2 separate regions of the Mus musculus genome follow, and region 1 is linked to region 2. The links are chromatin contacts, called in public HiChIP or PLAC-seq maps. All regions are on one chromosome and are shown on one strand. The core of a region is the stretch at or near the end of the contact, and the rest is flanking DNA. Distances in the headings are between cores, read along the strand shown. Region 1 has its middle 5.0 kb from the start of Gm36395. Region 2 overlaps Kcnip1 (Kv channel-interacting protein 1).

Region 1 (7,086 bases), core at 1,387-3,886, 190 kb before region 2:
CTTAGAAAGATCCTGGAGGAGACTTGTCCTTCCCGGCTAAGAATCCTGGGAGCCTAGGGACAGATGCTGTCCCTGTCAAAGCAGCTTTTCATCTTCTCTGTTTTATCCCAGATGCTGTGGAAACCCTTTAGGAAGAGCCAGCCCTCCACATTTAACATGGAGAACACTCAGCTGGCTCGCTCTCTCTCTCTCTCCCTCTCCCTCCCTCTCTCTCTCTCTCTCTCTCTCTCTCTCTCTGTGTGTGTGTGTATGTGTGAGAGAGAGAGAGAGAGAGAGAGAGAGAGAGAGAGAAAGAGGGAGAGAGAGAGAGGTGGGGGAGAGAGAGAGGGACTTCTGCTGGGGTGGTTCTCAACCTGTGGGTCGTGACCCCACTCTGGTATACTATATAAGATATCATGCATATCAGATATTTACATTGTAATTTATAAAAGCAATAGAATTACAGACATAAAGCATCAATGAAATAATTTTATGTGTGTGTGGGGGGGTGCGGGTTCACCACAGCATAAGAAGCTGTATTAGAGAGTTGCAGCATTAGGAAGACTGAGAACCACTGAGTTAGAGTCTTTAAAAGCCAATTCTGATCCCAGCTCTTTTTCTATTTGAAAACAAAAACAAAAACAATTACCAAACACAAACTCTGCAGTCTCCCATACAGAAGCTTCGGTTAAGACCGAAAGTGACCAGGCTGAATTTTCTGCTTGGTGTGAAATGGGACTGAAGTTAGATGTCACTGGGAATAAAGCAAGTCTGTAATGTCTTCCTCGTGGAGTCGTGCAATCTTTCCCGTGGCTGTGTGCTTGCTGTTGGCAGGTCTTAGTGTGTGAGAGATCATTTAACTCGGGGGGGGGGGGGGAACCACATAATTTACAGCTCTCCCTGGAGAATTCTCTGCAAAGGGGTGCTGTTCAGTCACATTGGGACGGAGGTGCAAGCACACGGGGTTTGGGCTTGCCTCCCCTCACAGCATCTGCATGGAGCGCACCGTGCATGTTTATGTTCAGTGACAGATGGGGACGCCTGGGGATGCTGGCACTTTACACAGTTGAGTCACAACTGCAAAATCAGCTAAGCCACCACAACTCGAGCCAGGCAGATTTGCAAGGCTTCGTTTTCCATGTCCCACGGGACTGGGGTCACTGGATCCAGCAGCTTTGCCTCTGACACGGCCCTCCTACCTGCAGTGTCTCCTCTCAAACCAACAGAGATGTGTGAGGCCGCATTCAGCGGAGTAGACTTTCTAGTAGTGTGTTATAGAGGGGAAGACAAATAAGTCCTTCTTCTAAAACCAGTTATCTAACCCAGTATATTCAAAATATTATCACCTAATCTGTAATCCACACAGAAGGATTATCCATGAGCTGTTTTGCTGCCCCGGCCACCTCCCTTCACCTCCTCTTCAAATCCTGCTGGTGTTTATCCCTACAGGGCTTCTCAATTCAGTGTAGCACATTTTCAGACCCTACTGGCCTGTTGCAACACAATTTACCACTTGTAAAAGGTTATTGTAGCCTGTAGCACTGTGGTTCTCAACCCGTAGGTTGTGATCCCTTTGGGGGTTAAATGACCCTTTCGCATGGGTCGCTTAAGACCAACAATAACACAAATATTTATATTAGGATTCGTAACAGCAAGTAGCACAATTACAGTTACAAAGTGGCAATGAAACTAATTTTATGACTCGAGGTCACCACAACATGAAGAACTGTATGAAAGGGTCAGCAGTAGAAAGGGTGAGAGCCACTGCATTAGCGGAGCAAAATGATATTGTGTATGATGTCATAGGCACACTGCCATCTGGTGGACAGATGTTCCTCACCTGGAAACAGCCTAGAAACTCCGGCCCTAGAAAAGAGACCATGGGATGGGGAGCGCTGGTTCTGAAGGGGTCCCTGGGGCAGGCACACAGCCAGGGCAACTCACGGCTCTGCCTCTGCTAGTAAACATGGCCAGGGGCTGTTCTTTGCTGCTCACAGAGGATCTGATAGAAAACGGTGTTTCCAGAGGTGTCTTGTTTCGTCGTAAAGATGAAGCATTTTTAATGTCCTGTACCCTGACCTCTTCTTGACTGCTCGGTTGTAGGAAGCCTTGTCCCCAGAAATGACAGAACCTCTTCATTTTGGTGAAAGTTATCTCCATTCGGTTTGAGCCCATTTGGCAGCTGCCATGGGCATCCTAATCTGGGGGGACTTGTGGATGGTGCAGCTTTGCGTCTTACAATTCTAGAAGCTGGAATCTGGTGTCTAGCCAGGGCTTGCTCTGTCATGGATAGGGCCATCTTGCTGCACCCTGGCCTGGTGCAGGTGTGCCTGGGGCTCTATTCTAAGGTGTTAACCACCTCCTCAGATGACAAAGGAGACCACAGCTCCCAGACCATCACACCTGCCATCTTACGGCACTGTCACTTATGGGAGGATAAGCCAGTCACTCAAGGGTTCAGTTCACCAAGGCCCTTTTCCCAGGTAGATGATTAATTGGCAGAGAACCCTTGCTAGAGATGGCTTGATTCTAGACCTCTGACTCACCCCACACTGAGGGGCGTTTAAACATGGTTTTCAACAGGGTGACTGAGTGAACCACTCTAGAGAGCTTGGTGATTGGCATTGAGAGCTGGCAGAGGGAGCAGGAAGCAGCTGGGCCCTCGCTGGCCTGGCAGAGAGAGTGTTTTCAGCACCATGCTGTCCTCTGTCAGAGCTGGGACTTGTTCAGGCAAACAGATAGTCTTTAAGGAGACTATCATCTTTCCGGGAGTGATGGAAATCATACGTGGTAAGAAAGGAGCTTCAGAATAGTATATGAGAACCTGGGGTTAGACTGGAGCACAGGGTAGACTGTAAACCAGGCTTATACAAAGGACAGCGTTGCAATCCTCAAATCCACATGGCTGGGTGATTGTGTCTTAGTCACACACCTTCTCTGATCCTTAGTTTTCGCATTTCAAGAAGAGCAATGAATAGTCTGCAGTTTCTATGACTTGGTGGGGAAGCCAAGGAGAAAGGGAAAGTTGAGTGTCTGGGCGTTCCATCCGCGAGGTCAAGAGGATGAGCCCAGGCACAGGAGAAGGGAGACAGGCAATGGGAAGGGGGCCCACTGAGCTACTCAGCTGGAGGGACGGAGGGACGTGTGCATCTGGGCTTGACTCCAAAGATAGTGAGCCTCCTGTTCAGGGGCGGGAGCTGGCCTAAGCTGACTGAAAGGATTGAAAAGCAAAGGGACCTTGGAGATAATCCAGCCTGGCAGTTCTCTGAATCAGTATTGGTAGAAACTTGGGATACTGATGATATTTAACAAAACAGGCTTCTGGGCTACAGATTTCTCAACCTCTTTAATACTCTATTTCTTTCCCAGATGAGAGAATAAACAGCATTTCCCAAACGTTCTTAACCATAGGACTCTCTCTCTCTCTTTCTCTCTCTCTCTCTCTCTCTCTCTCTCTCTCTCTCTCTCTCTCTGTCCCTCTCTTCCTTCCTTCCTTCCTTCCTTCCTTCCTTCCTTCTTTCCATGTATGTGTTTGTATGTATCTCTGTGTAGTTTGCCCATGTATGTTCACCCATGTGTACCATGAAGAGGCCAGAGCTTGGCATGGTGTCTTCATCTATCTCTTTGCCCTGATTTTTTTCCATTTTATCTATTAAAGTTGAGCTCGCATGTGTGATGATGGGGGAGGCACTTGTGCCTTGGCACGTGTGGAGGTCAGAGGACACCTTGTTTCGTCCATTCCATTCCATCCTTCTGCTGTATGTGGGCCCCAGGGACTGAGCTCAGGTTGTCAGGCCTATGCAGCAAGCCATCTCCCCACCTCTCCAACTTGTCTTTTGAGGCAAGGTTTCTTTCTGAACCTGGAGACTTTGGCCTCATTTGGCTGTCTGCCAAGCCTGGAAGATCCACCCTTCTCTACCTCCCCTGCAAGGGAGCTACAGATTGCATCACCTGTGTTTGCACTTGGGGGCTGGCGATCTAACTCAGGTCCTCACACTCGTTCATCAGTCACATGACCTGCTCAGCCACCTCCCTAGCCCTTTCCTTTGAGGAGATCTCATTTGTGACTAGTTACAGGGAGGACATTTTAAGAACTATTCTGTGTCCCTAGCTTCTTCTAGTTAGAGAGACTGAGGCTCAGAAAGGACCAGAGATGTGTTGGAAGTCTGCAAAACCCACGGCAGGGTAAAGATGAAATTTTGGCTGCATTACTTCTCTACTCAGTACGTTTAAGTCACACATCTTTGGAGGCTCCTCCGAGCATTGCCAATGGGTTCTAAGTTGTGACAGAGTAGAATTCTAATTGAAATCATAAAATCCCACTTGGTGCAGAATAGGGGAAATGAAGAGCAGGGAAGAGCAGCATCTCTTGGCTGCCTCCCGCTCCAGCATCAGAGAAGCATCGGTTCCAGTGGACCGCTCCCTTCTCTGGCACGCCCTCAGGTGGTGTGCTCATCCAGGTAGGCACTGGCTTTCTTCTTCAGGAGCCTTCTCTAACACGAGTTCACGGCATCTCCCCTCTCATCCGCAAGCCAGATGGGGAGCCGGGTGCTCTATAAATGTTTAATTGTGGCACAGTAAAAATATTTGCTTTCAGTAGCTGTGAGCTGCTGAGCGGAGGTAGGGCTATGGACCAGAGCTGTCAGGCTTCATTCTAATGAGTGCAGAAGTGCAAGCTGATTAAATCAAATTCCCAGGAGTGTGGGGCCACTTGAATAAATGTTTCATATTGTTTGCATGATGCCATCAACTGTAACAGCTGCTTATGTAACTATTACCCGGACAGCACACCACGCCTTCCCCGGCATGGCAGCGATTTTGAGTGACTTTGTAACTTCTCAGACTTGCTGCTTGGGTCCCTACTGTGCTGGCATGCTGGGTGGCTGGCATAGAAGTGAGGGGCGGGAAAGAAGACAGGCAGAAAGCCTGTTTTATCAGCAGCCCCTTTACAAGTGTCCTGCTGGACTGGTTGCTGCACCCCATCTCACCATCAGGAGAGAGAGAGAGATGTTATCATTCCAATTTTACAGATGTAGAGACTGAGGCCAATTTTGGAAATGAAGTAAACCTACCAGAAGCCCCCATGTGTGTATCTGTCCCTGAGAACAAAGTGTGTATACATCTCCTACCTGCTGGCAATGTTAGGACCAAAGCAGGACAAGAGCCAGAGGGTAGGCAAGTCCTTCTTCCCAGGCAAGGAGGGTTGTTAGTGAGCTGGGCCCTAGTCCTGGGTCTGCCTCTCTCCCTTTTCACAGAACACTCAGCCTCTAGTGGCTTCTCACCACTCTGAACAAAAGGCAGCACCCAGCATGAACACAGTAGAAACATGCCCAAGGGCCTGGGGCCACTGCTGTAGCTCTGGGAGTTTTAAGCTGCTGCTTCCTAGGCCACAGTGAGTCCCTTGTTTCTTAAAGGTATAGTGGTACCTCTATGTTATGTGGGACCCTGATACAGAGCTTCGCCTGGGCAGGTCACTTTGGGGGGGTCTCTGCCTTCAAAGCCCAGTGTGCCTGAAGCTGTCAGTGCTGTTATTGTTAGGACTTTGGAACTGAAAAGGAGTTACTTGTGTACAAATACACACACACATGAATGGAGGCAGTCAGACAGACAGACAGACATGGGGATGGGGAGACAGACACACAGCTGGACAGAAACATACATACATACACACACAAGGGGGCAGACAGACAGAAACAGAGAGACAGACAGAGTTTTAATAGCATCAGTCCCATCAGCCCAGTTAAACAGCTTCCCTTTTCCTACCCTTAATAACACTGTCCTCTGTGTCATTTTCTAGCTCAATTTGGAAGTGTGACCTTCTCCTTCTCTTGCTTTGCCTCTACAGGAGTCAGTATCAGGACAAAATAAAGGACACCAACTGAGTCACAAAGTCACATGCATAATCCAAGATCTAAAAGTCACTGCATGCTTGACTTGAGCAAGTCAGGGACCAGAGACTCAGTAGTATCAGTCTGTGAAATGGAACGATTGCCAGCATCTAGCACTCAGGGGTCTGGGTGCATAAGACCTCAGTCTTTAGTACACTTGGGGGCCTGGCTTGCCGGTGCCGATGTCTGTTGTTGGTGTCTGACTTCCTGGAAGGAAAAGTTTCTCTACCCGGATGTCTAGTGCAGCAGCAGGGAGCACTCCTGCAAGGCACATGCTTACCCTGTCTCCAAGGAAGCTGAAACTAAAAGCCATCCCTCTGTCTCAGCTTGCTTAAAGTAATGTTCTTTTGGCCTTGGGGAGTAGGGATCCAAAGTGTAATAAAATCTCCTGAAGCTTTTGCAGCCCTAAGACGAGGAGGAAGAGGAGGAAGAGGAGGAGGAGGAGGAGGAGGAGGAGGAGGAGGAGGAGGAGGAGGAGGAGGAGGAGGAGGAGGAGAAGGAGAAGGAGAAGGAGAAGAGAAGAAGGAAGAGAAGAAGGCCTCCTCTGAGTCAGGACACCCACTAACCCAGGCCAATGGGTGCCCTAGAAAGCAGGCTCCATGCTCCCTGTGGGCAATGCAGAAAGCACACCCCCATAGCTCCAGTGAACTGGTACAAAAGGCTGCTGCAGCAGCAGCCGCACCTCTGGTAGCCATGGCTTCAAGGAGGTGCTGAGAAAAAGCTCCAGAGCCTGGCACACTAGGATTGGGCTGAACTCCTGCCTCCCCAGCCCTTCCTGTGGCCTCTGAGAACCAGGACAGAAAATCACCATATGTATTTGAGTAGTTAACCTCTTCTTGTATCTCTAGCTACAGCTATTTCATTTAATCCCCTTGACTGCCCTATGGAGTTAACTATCTGCTCTCCTAAGGAGGAGATGGCCACATAGTTAAGTGTGCTGGTTAGTTTTTGTCAATTTAACATAAGGTAGAGTCATCCAGGAAGAAGACCTCAGCTGAGTAAATGCATCCATCACAATGGCCTGCGGGGAAGTCTGTGGGGACATTTTCTTTTCTAATGATAGATGTGAGAGGACCCAATCCATTGCGGGTGGTGCCATCCTCAGTCAGGTGGTCCTGAATTGTGTAAGAAAGCAGACTGAGCAATCCAAGGAGAGCAAGACAGTAAGCACCATTCTTTCATGGCCTCTGTTTCAGTTCCTGTCCTGATTTCCCTCCAT
Region 2 (6,881 bases), core at 2,952-5,451:
TGTGGGTCATAGAGGGAAGACAACAAGCCGAACTAATGACTTCTAAGAATCAACCCTGCCTGAGCGACCGTTGCCACAACAGTGTCCAAGAGTAAGGGTACATCAGGCAGAAAGATGACACAGGCAGAGCCACACGGTCGGCTTCAGGGAGTTGGTCTTTCTGAGGCAAGCAAGTCGGGGTGGGGGGTGGAAAAAAGACCAAGGTCAGATGCTGGCACCCCAGGCCTCCTGAACACCTTGACCCTCTGGGTGCCATATACCCAATGGGGTATTCACGCCCTGCTCAGGGGCCCGTATCCTCCACAGCTAATAACAGCCAGCCTCCAGATTGTGTGAGCCAGAGAGGCACCTAGCCCTTCTGGAGACAATGCTTGGCCTGACTTCTCCAAGGCCTCTGTAGAAGACCTTGTTTCCATGGGCCTATAAGCTCATGATCATAAGCTCATTAACCTATCCCAGACTCTGAGAAGTCCTGAAGGAAAGCGCTAACCTTTGTGCCCCCACTCCCTAAGCTTAACCACATGAAGCATCCTTGCTGAGCAACTTGGGGGCGCACTCTAGGGAATGCAGAGTGAATGGGTTTTCTGGGCAGGGCTCTGCAGGAGGAGAGGGTCTCTAGAATGTGAAGTTTTTCCTTCTCTTCGTGGGCCCTAGGGAGGAAGGAAAAAGAAAGCAAGACGCACTTGGGCCTGCGAGCATCTCCACTGGTTTCATTTACATAAGTGTCCTTGGCAATTTGTCCCAATTTGTCTCATTACAAATGGTGTAAACATCCGGCATAATCACAGACAAAACAGGACCATTCAGTGCTGCCTGGTTACGAGCCCCACGGCTGCAGGGACACACACGTGCAAGCCGTTTCCCTGCCGACCCCAGTCCCTGAGAGCAGGAGGCTCCCAGGTCCCACCCAGTGTCCCCTTGATTCCACCACACTATGTAATCATAGAAGAGTGAGCTGTCTGCCGTGTGTAGAAGAAAAGAAAGGAAAGAAGAGAGGGTGATAGGCTGGTGACATCCTCTCCCTTAGGTCTCCTTGGCCTCCAGGGCAATGTGGCCCAGAACTGGCAGCTGAAGTTCTAATTCTAGTAATGTCACTCAATTTGTGTGATCTCAGCCCTGTGCTGTCTTTTGGCTGAGCCTGCTCCCCCGTCTGTCTGACATGATGTCTGCCCTGCCTCATACTACTGAGACATTACAAAACAGCAGGACGGAAAAACTGTTCTTTCCCTCCTTGCAGCCTCAGTACCAGACACACAGTAGGTGCTCAATCAATACCTCCTGACAAGGACGGATGCCAAAATTAATGAGTGATTCTGTGGGCAGTGACAATTACCTGCATCTACTCTGTCATCAAAAACACGCATAGCTCATCCTTCAAAGTAGAAGGCACAGCCTCTGCTGCAAATCCTGTCCCAGTGCCCTGACCAGGACTAGCATACCAGGGACAGGCTGCTGGAGGCATTTACCACCTGGTTCTGATCATGGACCATGTAGCCAGGTAGCCAAATGCTCAAAGCCTCAGCTTCCCCATCAGAGTCCCAGCCCCACCCCTCATCCATGGCTACCAGGTGGAAAGAGCTGAGGTCTCCCAGAGCCTGCAGGTCAGCCACATATCAGGACAGCTGTTAAGACTAAATGCAGTGAGGTGCTGAAGAGAACCACCAAGCTCCTAGCCAGTTGTGAGGTTGAGGGGGTCAGCCAAGACTGGTTCTACCTAAGAACCCAGCCAAAGGTCCTAGCGCTGAGCACAGTGAACATGTGCCGCAGCCAGCACACCAGGCGATCCTCCTGGGCGAGCTCAGAGACTGTGAGATCATGATACGTATGATTCCTTCGCTCCTCAGTTGCTCCCCCTGTGAGTACATAGCATGCATCCTCAAGTTTGCTGAGGGATCTCTGAGAAGAGTGTTGGGGTATGGTACTGACAATATGAGAGACTTCATACGCTTTTAGCAACACACCGTTAACATTGGCTTCTGCCTTCCTTTACTTGTAAGTCTTCAAACTTCCATGTCAGTGCCCTTATTTTATGGTCTTTCGGGGAGGAGGAATGAAGGGTCTGAGGGGGACAGAGAGGAAGGAGGACCGTGGAACCTGAAATACATCTGCAGAGGGGACAGTAGCTAAGCAGCCAAATTTTTCCACAGCTTCAGCAAGGTGTCTCTGGGGCTCTGTGTATCCCTCTCTAAGATGGAGTCGACACATCCATGTAAACACAGGGTTGACTTCTTAGTCTGCACTGGAAGGCTATGAGCTCTATTGGCATTGGCATCTTCTAACGCCCACACTACCTTTCCCCATCCTACGGGAGCTGTTATGGGTGGCCCTGCCCACGGCTCCATGAGAAGGCTCTGGACTCTGGTGGACTGTTCTCCCTGGACATTGATCGTTACTGCTGAGAGGATGCAATATCTAAATTGATTCAATGAGACTTAAGCTACAAAATCTGGCTTGTTCTTTGTAGAAAAGCTTTCTCCTCTCTTGGAAGGCATCTATGGAAAATAATGAAAGCTAAACCTGCTGAGAGCAGGTTGCTGTCCCATGGACTATGGTGGGAAAAAATCATCATCGCAGAAGAATGCCAAGGTCCTGATCAAACTGCCCTGAAGCCTGGTATATGCCTGAACTGCCTAGTTCTGAGAGCCAATGAATTTTCCCTTATCATACCCAAAGCAAATAGAACGGCCAGAGAAATAAAACAAATAACTCTTACTGATACTAAAATCGTCAAGAATTCGATCTCCTGAGCTCACACCCATGTCCGCTGGGAGTTTGCCACAACCTTCTGAGGTTTAGATGTGCAAATTCACTTGCACTTGTTGGCTCTCCAAGAAGTGTCTCTGACCCTCTCAAGTCATCTAAAACTCAGAGGTACAGGAACATCAGCATGGACCCAGAGGACCAGCAGCCTGCACACTCTACTTCCTGGATCCTCTGCTTTGCCCCCTTTACCAAGTGAACCGCAATGGTGCTGGGTGAATAGACAGAGAAGGAGGCCAGCAGCCATGGGCTCAGCTCATTGACCAGTGACACTTACTCCTCCTTCCTTGTCGTGAACCTCAGAGTTGACTGGACACACACTAGACTCCTGATAGGTGACTCAAGGGGAAAGACAAACAAGATGGCAGCTCCTGAGCCAGGGGATTCGGGGTCTGAGTCCTGACTCCCATCCCAGATTCCTGCCAAGCAGCTATGAGTCTCCTCCAGATGTAGACTCTCTCTGAGAGAAAACTGGACCCCAGGTTGCTCCCCACTTTTCTGCTGGGATATCACGGGAACAGGGGAGCCCCCAAGTCATGTCCACTCAGAACCACAAATGTAACTGTGTGGGGAAGCAGAGTGTTGCTAATGTGATTTAGGATTTCAGGGTGCACTTGTGCTGGATGGGGGTGAGCCCTAATCTGGGGAGTGGCTGCTGCTCAAGAAGAGAGGACGAGGAACCAACCGTGGGCAAGATGGATGCGACAGCATCAAGCCAAGAATCGATTGAGGCTGCCAGCTGGGCACAAGCATGATCCCCACTCCCACCCTCACCCCACCCCCACTCCCACCCCGCCACCCAGTCATCAGAGGGAATACCACCACCCTGACAACAGTCTGGTTTCAGACTCCTGATCCCCGAGACTGGGAGTCAATGGATATTTCAAATGGCATTTTTTTAAAATGGTGTTGGTTTGAGGTGTTTGTTTGTTTGCTTGCTTGCTTGCTTAATTGGTGATGCTGAGAATTAAACTCAGGCGTCCATGCTTTCTTTGCCAGTGAGCCATACCTCCCAAGCCCAATTGTCTGTCATGTGAAGGCTAATGGAACTTCATTTCAGCCTTGGAGTCCAGCCCACTCTTCTTCCCCTGGCCCTCTCCTCAAATACAGATGAGAGACTGAACCTTGAAACTGCTCTGAAACTGGCAGAAGGGCTGAATAAACTCTGGACCATCGCAGCAATGAGCCTCCAAACAGGAATGAGAGCACCACCTTCTGGTGGCTTTCGGATTAACACATCAAATGCCACAGGCTCTTGGCATTAGAAAGACTCCCATCAAGGGCTCTGAGCCTGTTTACAGCTCCCCTGGATCTCAAGACTGAGGCCTGGCCAGCTTTGACTGTACATCAGTCTCAAGGGATGGACTCCTTGAAGCATGTCCCTGCCTCCACGACCCAGGTTCTAGAAACAGCGGCCCAGACCAAAGATCACCCAACATTGTGCTGGGTGCCCAGTCCCTTGGTTCCTCTTGCTTTCTGGGCTGCTTTACCGAGTCTAATGCAGCCTCCAATACTACAGAATAGTCAAACAACTCAATAAAAATACAGGTCGTACCTATGGACGACCTATCTTAGGCTGATATTGCTTTCTTTCACACATTCAAAATATACTGGCTATCTGAGACAAGTTCTAGGTGCTGGGAACCCTGAAAGCGCTTGCGGTAGAAAGTCCCTGATTTGGTGGCACTGAGAGCCCAGTGCAGGCGAACATAGCTGGGAACCATCAGCACAAACGTGAAGCAGAAGGCTACCCATCTACCAACTGGATGATGATGACTTCATGGTCCCCTCCCTCCATCATATCTCTTCCCCTCTGTTTCATGACCATTTTGAAGTCTCCCTGGGTTTTCAGTAACTGCAGCTGTCATTCCAAAAATAGTTTGCAATTTTCAATAATACTTGCAATTTCATCTTCATCTTCATTTATACTTAAAGTGTGCGCCCTGCCCTGAACTCTACTCTGGCTTTATTCCCAGGTCCCGGGGAACAGACAACAGGGTAGGACAAGAGATGCTGCCTGACTCCTCGCTCGTTCCCCATCACTGACCCACAGAGGGTGGCAGTTGGCAGAGCAGGCACAAGTGTTGGCTTAGTTTGGCACTGTGTCAGCTGCCTCTGGCCAGAACAGGCTGCCTGTAGTGTTGTCCAACACAGCACACGGCCACCCCAGTGCTGGTCCCCAGGGCGCAGCATAGGCCCTTCTGCTGTTGGGACGCAGACAGATGCTTTTGGCTTTCGTAAACATCTCTGCTCCCCTGCCCACCACCCTTCATCCTCTTTTCTACTGCCCCCCCATTCCCAGAAGCTGCTTTCCCGGCTCGGCGGGAAGGACTTCTCCCCCAAACTCCTCAGGCCTGTTCCCCTTCTTCAGTATGTACCTGGTCCCAGGAGACTGAGGACCCCTTACATTATAGATCAGAGAAGTACAGGAGGCACAGGCTCAGCCCTGACACTAACAGTCACCTGAGGCTCCTCAGTATCTCCTTAGCTAGCTGCCTAACAGGATGCATGCTCCATCCACACGGTCACATGTATTGTAAGTATCAGACCCATGGCCATACTGCACTTGGGCATCTCTGGCTCCCTGGATGTAGGGTGAGGGTCCTACATCCTACCTTCAGGTGCATCCTGTTCAAGGGCTCCCAGCCCTGGGGCTGTGACCTGGGGAAGCAAGGAAGATGAAAATTCCAGAGTGTTCTCCACTCCTGCCATTGAGCTTTCTCTGTTCTCGCCTGACATGTCTGGCTTTAGTCTCTGGCCCTGGGACAAGGCGATGGCCATACACTGGATCCCAATACTCAGCATTCCTACATGCACACAACCACTCTGCTTAGACTGCAAGGCTAGGAGTGGATACTCAGAGTCGGAGCACAAGCCTGACATGCACAAAAACCTGAGTCCCACACATAGTGCCTCAAAAAGGATATAAAGCTACCATTCTCCCCTGCGCCCCTCGATCCCAAACTTTAGCTCAAACCCCAAAGTAATAAACTGTCTGGATTTGTCTTCAATTACAATGACTTCTGAGAACACCCAGGGTCTGGAAGGCAGTGAGACATGGTGGCGCACTGGAGGAGACTAGATAGAAACTGACCACAGGTGCTAAGAAGTGATACCCAAGCAGGAGTGATGGCAGCCACAGCACCAAGATATGCATGAGCTCTGCTGCCAAGGACAAGCAGAGTAGCCCAGGGTGGGGACAGACATGCCCAGCTCTGCACACAAAGCGGCCTGAACGTGTGAGTGGTGCCTTAGTGGTATCCATAGTTGGAGCAGTTCCTCTGGGCCCTTGAGACTGTGGTAAAGACCTTGGAGGGCACAGGAATGAGTGGGCAGAGGTGGAATGTGGTTGCTCTGTGGTGCCAGAAGAAATGGCTACATGCACAGCTGCCAGGCTTATCATGACCCCATCCAGTACCTCTTGTAACCTCTGCCTCTGCAAAGTGGGAAACTGAGGCTCGGGGCATCATACTCTGTCCAAGATTCCAGGGATCCTTGGTTCGGGGATTGAAATTCAGTCCCATGTCCTTGGCTTTCCATGTCCTTGCCCTTCTGACAGTATGCTGGCTTTCCAATGGGGTGGCTGGAAGCTATTCCATCTTCATTCAACAACAGCCTGGGCAACCAACATCATTGCCCTAGGCAGGCACTCTTGCCACCAGCTAACTCTCTAGAGCAGAGCTGCTATGGGGCATGGTTGGGTGGGCCAACTATTTCAAGATGAACTTTACAACAAGAAATTCCATACTCCCAGACTCAGGGACAATACCTCTGATTAGGCATACCCCTGCTTTAGTCATCTATAACTGCTGAAATGGAGTCCCACCTCCTGGTATTTGTACTTATGGAAGTATATTTGGTTTGTGTTTCTGATGGTTGGGGTGTCTAAGAGCATAGTGCTGGATCTGGCAGGGAAGTCTTGGTGCTTCTTAACCTCCTAAGGCATTACATGAAGACACAGAGCAAGTGTCACACATCAGGTTCCTATTCTGTTCTCATCCAGCTTCTCTTGTCATGGGAACTCCACCTTAATGACTTTCTCTTAACCCTCAAAGGCCCTGCCTCCACGCACCTTCAACATATGGATTTGGGAATTAAATTTCCAACATGTGAGATTTGAG

The links. HiChIP or PLAC-seq counts read pairs in DNA pulled down with a chosen protein or histone mark.
Region 1: a contact with region 2 is called in an H3K27ac HiChIP or PLAC-seq map of VIP interneurons, with 3 times the contacts expected there. The contact joins two enhancer-like sites. A contact is called at or near these places in 3 of 39 promoter capture datasets (embryonic stem cells and hippocampal neurons), 12 of 15 datasets of contacts at CTCF or cohesin (CD8 T cells, the G1E-ER4 cell line, the NIH/3T3 cell line and 6 more), 357 of 484 Hi-C or Micro-C datasets (2-cell-like embryonic stem cells, the 3T3-L1 cell line, 3T3-L1-derived adipocytes and 170 more), 59 of 115 datasets of contacts at active chromatin or transcription factors (CD4 single positive thymocytes, CD8 T cells, DN3 thymocytes and 43 more) and 3 of 9 other capture datasets (embryonic stem cells, embryonic tail and embryonic trunk).

What each region holds. Positions count from the first base shown.
Region 1 is chr11:33,923,586-33,930,671 of GRCm38.p6, reverse strand. It overlaps a transcript of Kcnip1 not described here. Among named protein-coding and RNA genes, the nearest start is that of Gm36395, 5.0 kb to the left of the region's middle. Within about 2 kb of position 2,636, at least 15 of the 459 cell types and tissues checked have an H3K27ac peak or open chromatin away from gene starts, as enhancers often do. A contact at or near this core is called in VIP interneurons, where this site is marked.
Region 2 is chr11:33,730,546-33,737,426 of GRCm38.p6, reverse strand. All of the region lies in intron 1 of Kcnip1 (Kv channel-interacting protein 1), which reads left to right. Among named protein-coding and RNA genes, the nearest start is that of Gm12119, 99 kb to the right of the region's middle. Within about 2 kb of position 4,201, at least 13 of the 459 cell types and tissues checked have an H3K27ac peak or open chromatin away from gene starts, as enhancers often do. A contact at or near this core is called in VIP interneurons, where this site is marked.